Linked DNA regions of Mus musculus: region 2 is linked to region 1. The links are chromatin contacts, called in public Hi-C maps. All regions are on one chromosome and are shown on one strand. Each heading gives the region's core, a stretch centred on a gene start, on an enhancer-like site or on the middle of the called end of the contact. The rest is flanking DNA. Distances are from core to core; before and after follow the strand shown. Region 1 overlaps Myo16 (myosin XVI). Region 2 has its middle 7.5 kb from the start of Gm32330.

What was found. A called contact is a pair of places that touch in the nucleus more often than the background predicts.
Region 2: a contact with region 1 is called in a Hi-C map of the N1E-115 cell line, with 6 times the contacts expected there. The contact joins two enhancer-like sites. A contact is called at or near these places in 3 of 484 Hi-C or Micro-C datasets (the N1E-115 cell line, female germline stem cell-derived STRA8 germ cells and palatal mesenchyme).

What each region holds. Positions count from the first base shown.
Region 1 is chr8:10,438,379-10,440,968 of GRCm38.p6, forward strand. Myo16 (myosin XVI) reads left to right here. Exons shown (of 35, transcript NM_001319151.1): 18 at 421-538; 19 at 1,255-1,326. Among named protein-coding and RNA genes, the nearest start is that of Gm51561, 9.4 kb to the left of the region's middle. Within about 2 kb of position 1,298, at least 10 of the 459 cell types and tissues checked have an H3K27ac peak or open chromatin away from gene starts, as enhancers often do. A contact at or near this core is called in the N1E-115 cell line, where this site is marked.
Region 2 is chr8:10,679,563-10,682,152 of GRCm38.p6, forward strand. No RefSeq gene overlaps it. Among named protein-coding and RNA genes, the nearest start is that of Gm32330, 7.5 kb to the left of the region's middle. Within about 2 kb of position 1,284, at least 4 of the 459 cell types and tissues checked have an H3K27ac peak or open chromatin away from gene starts, as enhancers often do. A contact at or near this core is called in the N1E-115 cell line, where this site is marked.

The sequences.
Region 1 (2,590 bases), core at 48-2,547:
TACCTAAGAATTGCTTGAGATCAGTACCTCCAGGTGCTTACTTTATAAATGGGAAAGTGGCAATTCCCAGCTTCAGGTCCCACTCTTCCCTCAGTTCCAGGCTTCCAGACCAGGCCCTCCTCTCCTGTTCCCTGCACCCATGTGCAAGAACAGCTTGGGACAGTGGGGTGTTTCCTGCAAGTGATTGGACTACAATCACTATTTATATATATATATAATAATGATTATCCAGAACACACTGATTCATACCAGAACAGCAATTTAGGGCAACGCACATGGAGCTGAGATTTGATTTTGAGCAGTTTCTTGAATCTCCCACTGTGGGTCTGAAGAGTGGCAAGCCCAACCCCACCAGAATGCTCCCGGTTGCTTGGAGCTCCCACCTCTGAATTATTCTATCTGTTCTCTGTAAACACTTAGGAGGTGGAAAACCTATTCGTTATCCTATCGGCGATACTACACATCGGAGACATTCAGTTCACTGCACTAACAGAAGCTGACTCGGCCTTTGTCTCTGACCTCCAGCTTCTGGAACAAGGTCAGTGGAGCACCACCACCTTGATGGCAAAGTCGTTGGGGGTGCAGTTTCACAGTTTTGCCAGCAGATGGCGACACAGCACAGAATCCGGCTGGCTGCAACAATCACTAGCTGGTCTGAAGTCTTGGGGGGAGGGGAGAACCTCTTTCTTTTCTCGAAAGGGGGTGGTTGACAAACGTGCTTTCGTGGTCCCATTCTGCACAGGGGTATCATCATATACTTTAGATCATTTGATATTATTAGAATATTCTTTGCCCCAACCTGCTGTCCACACAGTATTTGGAGAGGAGTCGTTAGCTAAACATTATAAACTCACAATTACTTTCCTTTAAACACCATGTTCAAAAGCCCCTCTTGTTTGATATTGTTTTCATGGTCACATCTAGTTTTAAAAAAATATCCTCAAACCACGGGCTTCCAATAAATGGCCTATTTTCACCTGTTTCAAAGTTATTTTAATAAGGAATTTGGAAAAAAATAATCCAGCCCTATCTACAAGGGTGGTGAAGGGGAAAATATGTCCTTACTAAATCCAGACAGACACAAGATCCCACCAGTGTCTGGAGTACTAAGGCATTTCTCTAGATGAGTTTAAGCCAGAGAGTAGAAGTTGCTCTCCTTCTAACATGAAGTATGCACACAATGGACACAAATCGCAGTGTTCTTAGTGTTGAAATGCATGGTGCTTTCTTATTTACAGCTGTGTTTGATTTCAGTGGCAGGTATGTTGCAAGTGTCGACCGACGAGCTGGCATCCGCCCTAACAACTGATATTCAGTATTTTAAAGGTAAGTCCTTGTGCAACCTGACTTTTACCTTTGTACAGTCCCTGGGCTTCTTTGAAATGGGGAAATTAAACACAGCCTTGCCTGTCTCCACACGGGGGAAACTGTTTGCATGGACTGAGTGCCAGGAGAAAGCACTGAAAGGCTGCTGTATGGGAACCCTGCCATGCTCCCGGGAGATCATTCTGAGTAACTAGCCCCCTTCCTAATCAACCTGTCAGTTCAGAAAAACAAAGCCATCAATCTAAGAGGATGTATTCTCATAAAACATGGATCTTCATGGGGGAGGGGTGCGGCCTTCTCTCTGCCTTTCCCCGCTCAGAATGGGGGCTGTCATTTATTTGGTGTTTATGAGGGAATGGCATGGAGCCAAATGGTCCGAAGTTTGTCATTTCTGATCTCAAGAATGGTCAGGAGGCGGGCATAACTATTACTCTCCTCAGGGAGGAAAGTAGTCAGATTAAAAGGGGTTAATCACCAGAGATGCCAAGCCACTGGTAAAGAAGCTGTCTACCTTCACAGGGCGGCTTCAGCCCTCTGTGTATGCCTACTCCCTGTGGCACCCACTGGTGCAAGGCCGTGCTCCGTGCACAGGAGACTAGCACTCCTGCATGTGCTTCAGCTATCCACTGAAATGTCAGGATGGATGCCCTTCTTCAACCTTCCTCTTCATAGCTGTGAGGGCTGGCCTCCCCGGGCACTCTATGTCGAACTTACCAGCTGCTTCGTGGGTCTGGCTTGCAGGGATTTTGATGCTTGGCTAATGACCCCTACTGCTTAGAATCCCCCCTTCCATGCTAATCAACATACTGAGTTTTCCCATGATCCATCCAGCTGTTCCCCAGGTTCTGCTGGCTCCCCTTACCCCTCACCCTTCTCTACCAAGTAGGTTGGGTCCCTCTGACCTCTCAAAGAGCTTCCCTCCTCACAGCCCTCCATTTCCTGTCCAGCATCACAGCAGCAGCTTCTGTTGGTGTTTTCTTTCCTCTGGAAGTCGCTCACCTCCACGGGAATGAAATGGAAGTGTGCTTCTCACCTGCGCGCAACAGTCTTTCCAAGACACCACTTTTCTTAGAGAATGCTCCTCCCTATAGGACAGACTTCCAGGCCCCCTTAGCCATTCTTAGCCATGTCTCCATCTACGTCTCTGCTCCCACCTATGTCAAGTGCCTGGAGTTCTCAAGATGCTGCTGGTCTTTCTGAAGACATGTTCTTAGTCGGGGTTCTGTTGCTGTAACAAAACACCATGACCCAAAAGCAAGCCAGG
Region 2 (2,590 bases), core at 34-2,533, 240 kb after region 1:
AATCAATTTCCTGGAACTGGAATTTATAGACTACGATGAGTGTTATCTACACATCCGTTTATACGGGTGCTAGGAATCGAAAGGAGTCATCTGGAAGATCATCCAGTGATCTTAACTGTGGAGCCATCTTTCCAGCCCTCAACCAGAGAATTCTTAGTAGAGCAATCTAAAGGCCTGGTTGTCACCACGGGTCTTGTTCTCTCTGTCTCTCTCTGTCTGTTTTTATTTCTGTGTCTCTCTGCTAAAACTTAAATCAGTTATAGGCTTCAAGGTATTTCCTTGATGGAACCTTCTACATGAGTCTTTGGGCCCAATACAAGAAGGAATAAGAGTCACCTTGTGGGTGCAAGATGTGCCTGTGACATGGGTGTAGATCCAGTTGGTTTCAATGTGCATACAAGTTTGAGAGTCACTTCCAGGTGACCCAGACCCACTATGGAGAGCTTCGTTGGAAGGAACTCTTTGGAGTAGCTACTTTCTTGGTGTTGTAAAAGAAAGAGCAGAAGCAGTTGGAATTCACAGGCTTATTCATGATTACTGACAAAGTCTTCAATAGTACTATGGGTACCAAGGGTGCTTTGGGCAGGGAAATCTACAATTCAGAAAAGTGAGCTCCAACTTGCTCTACGCAGGAATCCTTCACTTTGGTGAGGGACATATGACTCTTGGTGAAATTGCTGTTGCCTCTTAGGAACGTTAATTGGTTGGTTTGAGCTAACTCCTGCCAGAGAATTGGAAGTATTTTGGTAAAGGTAGTGATTTGCCAAAAAACTTAACTGCCAGGACCTATCAGCGGAGTCTTCTCATTTCCTGAAACTGTTGTGCATCTTTGCTTGTCAGAGGGAAGGGAGACTCTTCAGATGACAAGATGACAAACACATGGCTCCTCAGGAAGTGGCCTCTATGGCATCCTCCAGGGACCCGATGCACACTGGAAATCAGGCCTTGGATCCACCGGCAGCTGGGCGTGGAGCTGCAGCAGTAGACTCCCTGGAGCTACTGTTCTCCTGCAATCGATGCAGAGTCTCCCCAAGGAGACTCTCAACATCTGTTCCTGCCCTGCCTCCCAAATCAGGAGCAGCTTGCTTGTGATCTGAGCCTCCTGTAGGGAGATGACTACCCTGATGGCACTGTGATCGGAAGTGACCATATGTGCCACCATCTTGTAACCATCTGTGGCCAAAAGCAATAGCATTCTGACCAGACCCAGGGATCAGACCTCTTGCTGGCTGCTCAGATTCAGCTAGAAGAATCCTCCCCTGACCTGTATGATGTCTATGACTGTTTGTCTTCAAGACCGCACTGCATGTGGAGATAAGACCCTCAGTTGTGCCTCCAGGGGATTTCCTGCAGCCAGGCTGTCCCAAGAAATCGGATTCTCCTGAGCCCAGCTCTGGTGTCTACATGGGGTCATTTCCTGCCCTCCTGTTTTCTCATGTTTCTGGACAATGCTTAGACTCTTGTCCTTGAGATGAGAGATGGGCTTCAGAGTGCAGGAAAGGGAGACACTGGGTGTAAGACTCTCCTCATAAACTTGTACTTCAGTATTGCGAAAACTATATTTATAAACATGATCTAGAGTCTTGCATATTCACAGGGACAACTCTAGTGAGCAGATTATCTCCTGCACTGGCCAACATCCCACTGTGCTCTTGTCTTCTGATCAGCCTTTCCAGAACTAGACACATATTCATATCCCATCTGTATGTTATTTTGAATGGGAACCATCCACATCAGTATACCATGAACTGCCTGTCATTGGGTCATAACAATTTTTATGTATTTTTTTCATCTGAGATTAAACCAAGGTTAGATGTACCAATGGGATGAATGCCTGTGATAAAAATACTTTACTAATAAATCTTTACAAATAGCTCAGATACATATTTTCCTTTTGTCTAGTTTGATGGAAAATCACCATCCACAGCATCTTCATTAAAATCGTGTTATGCTGTTAGCAAAACAAACAGAAAAACATTTGACATATTTATGTGGTGATTACATTAAAAAAGATTACTTCCCGTCAGTCTTCCTGACTGATTGTACCAAGCCATCTGTGCTTGTAAAAAAATAATAATGAACAATGACTGTCAGAGGCCATATGCACATGGTTGTTTAGTAGTGATTAAGCAATAATCTCTAAGCAATCACTTTTTAGCTGTGGTAGTTGCTTAAAGGTAATTATTTCATAACAAATGATAATCAATTATTTATAATAGTAATAATAGTTTTAAATTTTTCTCTTAACCTCTGTAAATTGCTGATGGCTGCAGGCTATCGCCGAAGGTTTGCTGGGAATTAGTAATTCTGTTCCGTTAATGACAAATTTTCCACAAATCAAAGTTTTGGCTATGGCCTATTATATTTTTAGTATGTATTTACAATATTTCAAAACCATGATGGCTCAGAGTACCTCACCCACCTTATTATTTAAAACAAATATCTTTAATAAAGATTCTCATGAAGTGTGGCGCTTGATTGATGTTACAGAGCACAATGTCAGCGCTAGAGCAGCAGAGTTGGAGTCTGTGATCTGAAACAGAACTTGACACACGCTGTATGTGGAAAGCCACGTGACATAGCTGCTTAC